Regions from separate parts of the Mus musculus genome. Here all the other regions are linked to region 1. A link is a contact called in public HiChIP or PLAC-seq and promoter capture Hi-C data. All regions are on one chromosome and are shown on one strand. Each heading gives the region's core, a stretch centred on a gene start, on an enhancer-like site or on the middle of the called end of the contact. The rest is flanking DNA. Distances are from core to core; before and after follow the strand shown. Region 1 holds the start of Rxfp4 (relaxin family peptide receptor 4). Region 2 holds the start of Sema4a (sema domain, immunoglobulin domain (Ig), transmembrane domain (TM) and short cytoplasmic domain, (semaphorin) 4A). Region 3 holds the start of Slc25a44 (solute carrier family 25, member 44).

What was found. HiChIP or PLAC-seq counts read pairs in DNA pulled down with a chosen protein or histone mark. Capture Hi-C pulls out chosen DNA fragments and counts their contacts.
Region 2: a contact with region 1 is called in a promoter capture Hi-C map of liver. The contact joins the promoter of Sema4a here to the promoter of Rxfp4 in region 1. A contact is called at or near these places in 1 of 115 datasets of contacts at active chromatin or transcription factors (pancreatic cancer cells) and 4 of 9 other capture datasets (adipose tissue, embryonic stem cells, liver and 1 more).
Region 3: an H3K4me3 HiChIP or PLAC-seq map of bone marrow-derived macrophages shows a contact between it and region 1, with 4 times the contacts expected there. The contact joins the promoter of Slc25a44 here to the promoter of Rxfp4 in region 1. A contact is called at or near these places in 1 of 39 promoter capture datasets (stem cell-derived epiblast-like cells), 2 of 115 datasets of contacts at active chromatin or transcription factors (bone marrow-derived macrophages and microglia) and 1 of 9 other capture datasets (adipose tissue).

Annotation. Positions count from the first base shown.
Region 1 is chr3:88,651,554-88,656,029 of GRCm38.p6, forward strand. Rxfp4 (relaxin family peptide receptor 4) reads right to left here and starts at 1,589. Exons shown (of 1, transcript NM_181817.1): 1 at 345-1,589. The coding sequence starts at 1,589. The coding sequence ends at 345.
Region 2 is chr3:88,453,396-88,457,365 of GRCm38.p6, forward strand. Sema4a (sema domain, immunoglobulin domain (Ig), transmembrane domain (TM) and short cytoplasmic domain, (semaphorin) 4A) reads right to left here and starts at 2,366. Exons shown (of 15, transcript NM_013658.3): 1 at 2,153-2,366; 2 at 1,284-1,451. The coding sequence starts at 1,422.
Region 3 is chr3:88,423,530-88,427,495 of GRCm38.p6, forward strand. It overlaps Slc25a44 (solute carrier family 25, member 44), which reads right to left and starts at 1,612. Exons shown (of 4, transcript NM_178696.5): 1 at 1,199-1,612. The coding sequence starts at 1,242. It overlaps Gm33513 (a long non-coding RNA gene), which reads left to right and starts at 1,551. Exons shown (of 3, transcript XR_375819.2): 1 at 1,551-1,640; 2 at 3,641-3,966.

The DNA of each region.
Region 1 (4,476 bases), core at 339-2,838:
ACGTTGAAGGGGAGGCTTCTACATCATTCCTAATGGGTACCTCTAAGATGACAAAAAGCTTATTGGCCAGAGAATACATTTTTGGGTTTGGTACCAAAGAGGCATAACGGGTGCCCTATTCTAAAGTGACAGGGAGAACCGACACCTGACCTGTTAGTCTAAACCGGGTGATGGACGTTAGTTATCCTGTGAAGTACTTGCATGAAAGGTCAAGACAGTCTCTGACCGATCTGGTTTATTCTCAGTTCCTCTTTGCCATCTCCAGAGATAAGCTTTGCCACATCCACCTCCTGTTTGGACTCCAGCTTCTCCGTTCTGTCACACCCAGAGTTGGTGATCAAAGATCAGACTTCTCCTGGGGACACAGCAGCCTGACTGAGAGAGCAGCTGCTCCTCCCTAGAATCTGTGGGCTCTGCCCCTGATAGGTCTCAGAAAGGAGAGTGTTCAGGCTGCATCCTTCATCCAGGTGTTCCATTGTGTTTGTGTGTGTCCTAGAAGAGCCACTCTCCTGGGTGCTGGCTACCGTTCTCCCGCCTACCTCCTTGAGGGCCATTTGTTCCATGCAGGCCTTCCTTTGAGGCCACAGTCTTGACCAGAGAGCTCTGAAGGAGCTGACAAGAACCTGCTGGGGCTCCCGCCGCAGGAGACAATAGATCACAGGGTTGAGGCAGCTGTTGCTGTGGGCCAAGCAGGTGGTGATGGGAAGGATGTAAGTATGAAAGGTGTAGAAAGTACTGTCCCAGGGCACCAGGTCAAACCTTACCAGAATTTCCCAGAGAGTGACTACATGGTTGGGAACCCAGCAGAGGGCGAAGGAAGCCACCAGGACACGGACAGAGCGGGCTACCACTCGGCTGTCCTGCCATTGTCGTGGCCTGCATCTTTGCTGCCGCTCTAGAAAGGCCAACAGCAGCAGGTAACTGGTGGTAATGACTCCCAAGGGCACGATGAAGGCCAGAACTACCCTCTGTAGCTGGTAAGCTCCCAGCCAGTATCTGCTGGGGAAACGCAGAAGACAGAGGCACACGCCCCACAACTCAACTTCAGCCCCAAAGATTGCTGTGGGCACAGTCACCAGGGCAGCTGCCACCCACACTGCCAGGGTGACCACACGGGCCCAAAAGACTGAGAGGTGACTACCTGGTCCCACAGCCATGGCTACCACCCAGTATCGCGCGATACTCAGTGCTGTGATTAGGAAGGTGCTGGCATAGATGCTGAGGACGGTGGTGGTCAGGACTACCTTGCAGAGGGCACTTCCGAAAGGCCAGTGGAAGTCCATTGCTGACTCGGTTGCCCAGAAAGGGAGAGTAAGGGCCAGCCCCAAGTCTGCTAGAGCCAGGCTGAAGACAAAGGTATCAGAAGACAGGCCGGGCACACGCTGACCACAGTTACCTAGAACCCACAGTACGGCCAAATTTCCCAGCAAGCCAATGATACCTACAAGTCCATAGGCCAGTGCAACCATGATCCTCAGAACAAGGAACTGGACAGGCATGGCAGCACCGTCAGTGCTCAGCACGCTGTCTCCAGAGCCATTGACCCAGAAGAGGGTGGGCAGAGAGGCAGAAGAATTGGATGTGGCCATCGCAAGACCGCGGAGGTTGCTAGAGCACAGCAGAGCAGAGGAACCAGGGAGTGCCCGCCTTCCGGCCTGGCAAGCAACCACCCGCCGCCGCTGTTGTCTCAGGAGAGCTCTTAGAAGAGCCCTTGGAATCTGGGTGTTGGTCTAGAGCTTCGGGTTGTAAGAGCCCCTGCCCATGCTCACACCTAAGAGGGACAGGTGTGGGTAGAACAGCCTGCTTCTTCCCAGTTGGACAACCGTGGTGGGTGGGGCAGTGCAAGGGAGGGCTATGTTCACACTGTCAACATGCATGTAATAGGGAAGGAAAGGGAAACAGTAGAGATGTGGAGCCAAACCAGAAGACGCTTTTTCTCTCTCCCCGGAGTGCAGAGAGCTCTCTGAGAAAAGGAGAGGTGTGAGGAGAGGTTAGGGAAGGAATATGGCATTAGAAAACCAGACTGGGAGTCAGAAAAAGAGAGAGGAACACACATCACTCAGAGTCCCACAGTTGCTGTGCCTTTCCTGTGTCTCTCTGATTGGGGCCCTGTGCTGCTTTGCTTAAAATGTTAATGGGGGCAGGCCAGAGATCGGGGCTGTTTGGGGAAAGGGGCCTGCTGCCAAGCCTGGTGATTTGAATTCAGTCTACAGGATCTGCATAGGAGAAGGATAGACATGCCACTCACAAGCTGCCCTTTGACCTCCACACTCATCTCACACACACACACACACACACACACACACACACACACACACAATTCTCCCCCCAAAAGTGTTAAGAAAATATACAATTCAGCGAGATGCCAAAGAGCTGTGGTCACTGCTACCTGCATGGCTGAGGCAGCTGGATCACCTGATCACCAAGGCCAAACTTGGCAGTACAACAAGGTATAATCTATATATAAATAAATACGCCCGTGGAGATGGCTGTCCCTGGAACCTGCCTACATAAAGGTAGGAGAGGACAGGCATCCCGGGGTTGTCTTCTGACTTTTATACATGCACAGTAGTATGTACCCCCCAGCACTACTAAATCTTCAAAATAAGATTAGATGGTGACAGGCTTAATGGTTTGCTGGCACACCCAGCCTGGTCTGTCTACTGAATTCCAGGCCAGACAAGGTTAGGTTCTGAAACCCTGTCTCAAAACCAAACCAAACAAGTTTGGGACTAGATATCAAGTACCTGCTTGTCGGCCCTGACAATGTGCACTGGGTGGTCAGGATCCACAAGGTGGGAGGAGAGAACAGATTCCTGAAAGTTGTCCTGACATTTGCCTGCATTCAGTAGCATACTGAACATCCATGCTCACACAGGCAAATACTATTTAAATAGTTTTAAATTGGGGCTAGAGATACCTAAGGAGTTAGTATCTTGCAGATGACCTGCGTGTGGTACCCAGCACCCATCTAGTATCTCACCGTCATCTATCACTCCAGTTCTAAAGAATTTGACCCCCTCTTTTGGTCTCCACTGGCTCGAATGTGCTACATGTCCATACGTGCAGACATACATATAAATAAAAATTCCTTACAGAAGTTAAATCAGATGAAGATAGTCCGTTGTTCAGGGAGCTAGCGTGAGTCCATACCTTGTTCTTTGCATGATGACTGTCATTTCAAGGGGAAGTTTGGAGCATTGGTCATGGAAGGAAGCAGGACAATGAACAGCTGTTATCATGCCAAGGGAACACTGCCAACTAAAACACAGGTCAGAATTCAGTGCAGTACCATGTGACCTTGATGCTAAGAAGGGGAAAGAAATGAGACGGAGGAAGTTGCAGTTCCCTGTATACCCCTTCTGGGCACATTGGACTTGTGAGGCCATAGGTGGATGACCACGGCCACACCTTCAGGTCTGCTCTACATCCCTGAACAGTCCTGCCAACCTGTCCCACCCCCACTGCCACTCCATTTTTCTGGTGTACTCAGAGCCCCGTCATATCCACATTCCTCCATATCCCAAGCCTCACTGTAGAGTTCTGGAACCTGAGAAAAGCCTTTACCACACCTCATCCTGTCTCCCCATGAGCTCAGTCTCAGCTGAAGACCGTCTCTAATGGCATCATCTCCTTTCTCTCCTCACATCTCTCTCCACGGCAGGAGCTTTGGGAGAGAGCATGGACTGGGGAGGTAAGAGTGAGATTTTTTTTTCAAGGATTCTGAGAGCAGTTCGGCACTCTTCTGCTGGTTAAGGAAGTATCTGGTACTCGGTTGTCTTGGGGTGCTGGGGGTGGGGTCAGAGAGGCATTTCAGAGAAGCTCTAGCCCATATGAGAACCCCAGACGTGAGAGAGTTGCTTTCTGGGAAACAGAATGTTGGGGTTTTGAGCAAGAGAGAGGTGGGATGAGGTTGGCAGAAGGCACTCAGCTGCAACCCAAGGGCTACCTGTGTTATAGCTGTGAAGAGAAAGGTGTCCTAGCAGTCAGGAGTCAAGGAATAATAGCACAAAGTCACTCGGCACAACAAACCCCACACAATAGATTTATTGGGAAAGACACCTCAGCTAGGGAGAGAAGCTACAGAGAACTGAGCAGAAGACACGTGTTATACAGCTTTTCTTGTGGGGCAGAGTTTTCCAGGGTGGGGGTTGGTGAGATTTCACAGCCTGAGCTTGTGCCCGGAGGGGTCTTCCTGACGTCATAGTCTGAGTCCGACTCATGTCAAGTATTCATTTCTTACGGCCATGCTGTTTTGGCCAGAATTGTATAGCCAGCTTAGGCACTCCAGCGACCCGGCTGCCGGTGTAGATCAGCAGAACACTGCTCCCTTGCTTGCTGCAATCCTCCAACCCCATCACTTGCACACAGAATAAAACCAAAACCATGCAGCTTAGGTTGGAGAGGGAGTTTACTGAGGAGATAAGATGCATGCATGAGGGTCCCCATTCAGAGGCCTAGAGCTTATGCAGGCAG
Region 2 (3,970 bases), core at 1,116-3,615, 200 kb before region 1:
TGAGGCTAGAAGATGCAGTCTCAGGCCTGGGGGGATGCAGTGAAGCAGGATGGGAGGGGGAGAGCTGACAGGTAGACACAGGAAGGGGTTCTCAGCCACAGGCAACGGAGATAGCTGTCGTCCGCCTCAAGATTTGTCGTAGTTACAGATCCCTGCCACCCCCGTTTCCTCTGTCTCCTCCCCTCACTCTGCGATAGCAATTGCCCACCACCAGCAATGCCCACTGCAGCAGAAAAGGCTGCTTCCTCTCGGTTTCTGAGCCCCATCAGTGTGGGCATTCCTGGGAGCCACCTGGACAGTCTGAATATGTTGGTTAGTAGTGCATGTTCACTACATATCTTGGTGGTGGCATGTGTGCACATACACACACGTGAATGTGTGGGTTCCTGACACACTGGCACATCAGCAAGGAGGAAAGAGCACCTCAGATAAGTCTCTAGTGAGCACATGTGGACTTTTGCTTTAGTCAGAGGACAATCTGGCTGTTACTCTTTTGGCCTCAGGAAGCCTGGAAACCAAGAGGAATCCAAAGACAAAATGGAAACAATACTGCCTAGATTGGCTTCTCCTGAACTCTGAAGAGAGCTCATTGTACTTCCCCTTGAAACGCAGGCTTGTTTGTGCCTGCACTCCCATCCCACCCAGAGATGCCGCTCTATCCACCGACTGCTACATCTCCTTTACCATTTTGCCTCAGAAGGATGCTAAACTACATCCGTGAACAGAAGTAACTTACTTCTGTGTGTGTGTGTGTGTGTGTGTGTGTGTGTGGGTGGGTGGGTGTGTGGTATATGTGGCACTTCCCCTGGGGCATTTCCTGGAACTAAAGGTGTCAGTAACCGAACAGCCTCCTCAAGAAACCACCGAGGCTGGGTGAGCTGCTAGGATCCCTTCTGATGCCCAGTCTCCTGGACAGGATCTGGCCCGGTGTGACCTCTGCAGTTGGCTTGGGCCCTCCAGCTCCTCAGACAATCTAGAGCGAGCTTTAGCTTTCCAGCTCCTGGTACTGAAAAAGCAGTCAGGAGTTTAAGGCTCCTTGCTTAGTGACTGACATTTGAGGGAAAGAAAAACCACTGAGTTGGCAGAAAAGGGTCACAGTGACCCTTCCTTCCCTTACAGATCAACTTGTGCCTCAGGTGGCCTCTTCTTCTCCCAGCCCCTCCCAGGCTCCCTGGCATCTCTGTTTCTTCGTGCCATTTCGTCCCCTCTGGCACACCCTTCTCCTTCCTCAGCCCCTTCATCTCTATGGTGCCATCCATACCTCCCAGGTACTAGACACTTACCAGCATGGTATTTGACTCTGGGCATGGGCCCCTGACCACCAGTCCCAGAAGCAGGTGGCAGTGATGGCAGCAGGAAGAGTTGGAAGAAAAAAACACGCAGGAGACTCCATGAGTCCTGGCCCAGGGATGGTAGGGCCATGGTCAGCCTGAGATGGTCACCAGATGGTTCTGAGGAAACAGGCACTTTCTGGGTTAGCCATGCTTACCACACCCTTCCTGAGGGCCAATAGGAGAGCCCCAGGGGGCAGAAGTTCCTCTCTGGAAGGGCCCTCAGAGTCTCACTTCCATCCATCCCCAGCCTTGAAGGTGCCTCCTGCTGCCCTCTGCATAGGGTGCTGCTGTGGCCCACGCTGTGCCTCTGGTCACCTAACCATTAAAAAAACTACCTTGCCATTTCTCACCTGACTCACAGAAAAATTCCTTTCCACTTTGCCCCCTCAGCATCTCCTGGCCCCGTGCTCCAGAGCTCTGATCATCTCTGGCCCTGGGCAAAGGTCTTCTAGGGAACTAGTTCCTGTATGCAAAAGGTAGATTTCCCCAGGCTGGCCTGTGCTGTGACACCTTATGCCCGCTACTCACCCCAACCCAGGCAGACAGCCTACCCTCTCCTCAGCCCCCAGGGGCTCTGACTCTTGCTTAATCGGGCCCATCTAGCCTTCTTCTTAGGGATAGGGGCGTGCCAGTTTATCTACCACTGTGGTGGGGCTGCCCTCTGTATTTCCTGGGAGTGGCCTGGGCAGGAGTCCTTGGCAGACTCTCAACTTCTCCAGCCCCCCTGTCTGCCTCCCCAGAGCTCCGCAATCAGCCTCCCCCATGGCCACTGAATGCAGGTTCACACCCCTCCCCCGCCCCCGCCTCATCTCACATACCCTTGAGCCAGCCACACTGAGAAGTCCTGTGTTCAAACCCTGAATCAGGGTGCCATCCGAGGCAAAGAAGGGGGTCCAGGCAAGGCAAGCAGGCTCAGCCTGGCTGGAACGGGCGCGCGGCCCTCCAGGCACCCATCCTGCCAGAGCCAGTGTGGGTTTCAGGCCAGGGAAACCAGAATTTCTACCTCGAGTTGTGACAGATCCTGGCTGGCTTGGGCGGAAGTTGGTGGATCAGGGCGGGGAGACTGGTGGAGTGTGGGAGTGGGGGTGAGGCTTGAAGGCCTTGCAGGAGACACACCTCCCTCCCTCCTTAGTCTATCCAGAAATTAAGAGTTCCTTCCCGGCCAGTTCAGTGATGCCCTTGTTTCTCCCGCACACCACTTCCAGTCTAACCAGCCCAAGCTGCAGACTCCTCTTGCTCAAGAGAGCTCGGTATGACACCGTCTCTCTCCTATTCCTTCTCTCTCTGACCCCATTGTGGGGTTCCCCCACTGCCACATACTGAGACCTCCCGACCTCCCACACCCAGTAGGACCACATTCTTGAAAGATAACACGTTTAAAGCTGGCATGGTGGCGAGGCATACCTTTAATCCCAGTACTCGGGAGGCAGAGGCAGGCAGATCTCTGAGTTCGAGGCCAGCCTGATCTACAGAGTGTGCTCCAGGTCATCCAGGGCTATACAGAGAAACCCCGTATCAAAAAAATAAAAAATAAATAAAAATCCTACATTTGTATTAGTTTTTTGGTTTTTCCCTATGACTTTGCTGAGGAAGCCCTAGTAATTTGACGTCTCAGTGGGAAATTGGAGAAATTCCCCATTTGAACGCGTGCTTCTTGGGATACGCTTTGGAGCTGAAGCACCCAGCTGGCATGGTGGCTGGTTCCTCCTCCCCAAAGGTTCCAGGAAGACCTCATAACGCAGGGTTAATGAGTAACCAAGGGCTCCTAGGCCAATAAAGAGTGGTTGGGCTGCTGCCCACTCTCCCGGGTCAGCTGACTTCAGGTTAAAGAGCACAGTGACCCAAGCTGGTCTACCTCCAGGACATACCCTATCTTCACTGTAAACACCATCCTCACTGCCAGGATGGTCCCCACTGTAGGCTGTCCTCCACCCTTCCAGTTACAGCTCCTAGACGGAAAGCATTCCTCGGTAGAGCCTGCTTGGCCTTCCCTTCATGCTTTCCCCTCTGCTTCCGTTCTCCAGTGTGGCCCAGGAGCTGGGCTCACACAGACCCTCCTGATGGCTTCATCTGTCAAAGCTTGCTAAGACCCGCCCCCCCCCAAGCTCTCCGTTCACTGTGAGGACTTTGCCAATCTCCCTGTGCTGACACAAACTTCTGAGTCTCCTTGACCTCTAGATCAGGCTTGGGAAGCCACCACCTCAGGGCCTCTCTTTGGAGACAGATTGGCCTATCTGGGTCACAGGGAGGAGCTGTGACCAGAGGAGCAGCTCCAATGCCATCCTTCTTTACTCTCTTCCTGTCCCTGGGCGTCCTCAGGAGACCAAGTGCTCTCCCAGGCCCTCGGACAATGTGAGAAGCTCACACTTGGGGCTTCAGGCTTCCCAACTTCAGCAGGCAGGCTCCACTACAGTCTTGCTGCACAGAGAACAGAAGTGCAGCAGGGGTGACTGGACAGCCTGACGTCCATCCATCTACCTCAGACCTGTCTAATTCGGAAGCTCTCCCTACATGGCTGGCTCCTTCAGTCCCATCTCCTGCCCTAGTGCATTAGCTCAGCTCAGAGCTGCTCAACAGAGGGAGTAGGCAGGCATCAGAGTGGGAGGAGCAGGGGCTTTCTCTCCTCTAGCCAGGAA
Region 3 (3,966 bases), core at 362-2,861, 230 kb before region 1:
TTGTGAATCACTAAGTGCCTTCTGTACATCCCATCAGATCGCCCAGACCAGGGAGCGTTTTATGCTTGAAGTTATCAAATGAAATGGAAAGTAGACTAGCTCAAATATGCACGTGTTACAACTCTCCTCACATAAGCAAAACTCAGAACTACTCTCTTGCTTTGCTTTGCTGCCTTTGCTGCTGTTTTGTTGTTTGTTTGGTATGAGTTTCAAGTGGCCCAAACTGGCCTTGAACTTCTGAGCCTCTTATCTGCAATTCCTAAATGCTGGGATTATAGATGTGAGCCACGATAACACTTGCCGGGTTTATTCTGAGCTGTGTGCTATGCGCATTCTACCAACTGAGCTAGATCTTTGGCCCTTGGAGTTAACAACTGTGGAAGGATTTTGCTAACAGTAAAGTATTTCCCTTACTGCACAAGGTTCTACTGAGCAGGGTTACTCCAAGTCCTCACCAGCCATCTGGTCCACAGATGGCATGGACAATATAGTTGTCTATATAAGAGCAGACCTAGGTGTGGTAGCACAGGTCTATCACACTAGCCCAAGGGGGCTGAGGCAAGAGAAACAGGAGTTTAAGGTCAGCCTGGTTTACACAGTAAAACCTGTCTTGGGGGTCAGAGGGGACTCAGGCCATACTGTAAACCTGCTGATAAGAAACAACACTCTAACATCTCTAGATAATATATGGATTGTAAAATGTGAGAAGCATTGCTTTACTTATTCCAGCTTGTCAGTTTTATAAGAACTATAACTATTCTCAGATTCCAGCATCATTAGAACCAGGTTAGGAGTCCTCTGATTCCATCCTTGGTAGTGGACACAATGATGATTAACTGGTCCATTCCAATCAGCCACTCCCACCACATCGGGTCAACTCCTGACCAGACACCAGGCTGCCATTCTCAGACAAAACAGATACTTCCCAGCACCCTCTTTTCTTTCTCTCTGCCACTTCAGGTTCTGCATTCTGGGAGCTGTCACCCACATAAACGCGAATTAACTGTCCCGCTAGCTATTCATTGCCCTTCACTAGGTCCTGACTATGTCGCCTCCCAATCTAAGCCTCCTCCCTCCGGCATGGTGAGGTTCCACCTAGTCTTCATTGGTCTTCAATAGATTTCCACGTGATCCTCCATCACACACACCACATGACAATCCCCTCCACACACTCCACGTGACACCCTCCTTTATGCACCTTCTGTCAGGCTCTTGCACGGCCAATTCAGAGTCCCCGGGCATACCCCTCGTCAGGCTTCTCTAGCTGTCAGTCTCTCATGCTCCTCGGCCAGGACGAGATGCCTCGGGGGACTTGCCTTTCGTTGCCAAAACTGCAGAGCGGCTTCCCATGGCGATGCAGCCCCGCAGAACAGACAGATATCCACTGCCTCCTCGACAGGTTGAACCTTAGGTACCTCTGATCCTTCAAGACACCTAAGCACCGTGGTCGCTTTCCTTCTCAGACCCCAGCGCTTTAGCCGCGTCTGAGACTGGGACTCCTAGACCGCAGCCCCCGCGCTATCCTCCAGTCCCAGCGACAGCCAGACTCGGTTCGCATCTTCCTCCATCTCCACTGGGATCCCGGTATTGCCGGAACCGGAAACTGAGATGCTGTCATTCCCTCCCACTGTGAAGCAGCGGTAATTCCACCAATGGCATTATCAGCCTTTGAGCCTCCCTCTAGAAGCGCCTCTTCGGCCATCTTGGATTAGGGAACTAGCCCCGCCTCCTTTAGCTTCTATATGCCCTCAAGCCAACCACGCAAACGAGTCCTGCTAGGGGACTTCGTAATTGGCTGACACTTAAACCCAGAGGCAGAGGACTCTGCTCCCTCTCTCCCTCCCTCCCTCCCTCCCTCCCTCCCTTTCTCTTTCTTTTTCTTCTTTACTTCTCTCTCTCTCTCTCTCTCTCCTTTTTTTTGTTTTACTTTCATTTCTTTTTGGGAAAAGTCTTGCTACCAAGACCTGGGGGGCGTCCAACTCATTAATTCCCCTGTCTCAGATTTCCAAGTGCTAAGATTGCAGACCTGCTCCTCCACTCCTGGTTTCTGGGACTCTTCTTGACAATACAGTGAAGTCACCTTTTGCTTAAAGATCTAGTGGAATCTTTATATTCAAACCTAAATTTTAGAATTCGAATTTTAAGTAGAGAGGAGGGGAAATCTAATCTTTAGTTTTTCCGTAGCTTTTTCTCATATTTGGAGCCCAAACAGTAGAGGTAAAGGAAGGCACGATAAGGTAGCTAATTTTCAGATATAGTAACTCAATTTGGATAAACAGCGGTGACACCAGCTGTGGGTCTGGTTTTACACATATATATATTTTTAAAAGGTGTTTGTTTGTTCTATACTTTCAGTCTATGCTGGTAAGATTTTGTTTTGCCGGGCGTGGTGGCACACGCCTTTAATCTTAGTACTTGGGAGGTAGAGGCAGGCAGATTTCTGAGTTCGAGGCCAGCCTGGTCTACAGAGTGAGTTCCAGGACAGCCAGGAATACACAGAGAAACCTGTCTCAAACCCCCAACTCCCGCCCCCCAAAAAAGATTTTGTTGTTTTGTTTTTGTCAGCTTGATGTTGGCTAGATTCATCTGGGAAGAGGAAATGTAAATCGAGTAATTGCTTTCAGTGGACTGATTTGTTAGCATTTTATTGGTTAATGACTGATGTGGAAAGGCCCAGCCCAGTGTGGGCTGTGCTACCCTTGAGCAATCTGAATGTGAACCCAAGGAGAAAGCACTATATACTCTCTCTTAGTCTCTGTGTCAGTTTCTGCCTCTGGGTTCCTGCCCTGCCTTGCCTTTATTATGAACTGTAACCTGTAAGGTTAAATTAATCCAGGTTGGGTGTGATTGCACAAGCCTTTAGTTCCAGAACATCGGAGGCTAGGCAGAAGGATCCCTGTGAGTTCAAAGCCAGCGTGATCTACATAGTGAGTTCCAGGACCTACATGAATATATAAAGAGACTGTTTCAAAAAAAAAAACCAAAAAAACAAAAAAGATCAAAGAAAAGATAGAATAAATCCTTTGTCAAATTGTTTTTGGTCGTGTTGTTTATCACAGTAATGGAAAGCAAACTAGGACACAATCTGTCTTTTTTTTTTTTCAACTATACTGATACATAAAAACAAAGTTTGAATGTAGTAATTAATGGGTACCAGGTGATTTTGTTTTGAGACAAGGTCTCACATTGTAGCCCAAGCTATTCTGAAACTTACCATGGTCCTAGGGTAACTTCAGATTTATAGCAGTGGTTCTACCTCACCATGGCATGTTCTGGGATTACAGGCTTGAGACATCGTGATGGCCTCTGAACATTCATTTCTTTCTGGGGGCTTGGGGGAAAACTCAGAGTCCCTTCTAGCTTTGGGGAAACGTGGAGAGCTTTGGGGCTGCCTTCTAGAAATTTGGCAGGAATTTGACATTGGCTAGGACGAGGATGTGGGCTCAAGTTCTTGATCATCTTGATAAGTCCCTGAATACCACCAGAATTGTTTGTTCCTTGACCTAGAGTTGACCTTATTCTTTGCATGTCCTTAGAATGATATAAAAGCAACTGGAAAAAGATAAACCCACTTCAGCCTCAGCACTAGGTGGAGTCATGTTATAATGTTGTCTAATTTTCTTTTTCTTTTCAATCCTAGATCACTCCCTTGATACCCTGTTGATTAACTGAGCTGGCTTGGTCAGAGGTATATACAACATATCATGTGATCTGTGATGTTCTTCCTGTGCACAAATTTCTTACTCGTCACTGTTTCTCTCTCTCTCTCCCTCTCCCTCTCCCTCTCCCTCTCCCTCTCCCTCTTTCTCTCTCTCTCTCTCTCTCTCACACACACACACACACACACTCACACACACACACCCCTCTTTACAGTCTTCTGTAACCACGATTCTTATCTCAACTTTCAACTTTCCTTCCAAGCTCCCATATCAATTGGCTCACAGCTCCCTGTAACCCCAGCTCCAA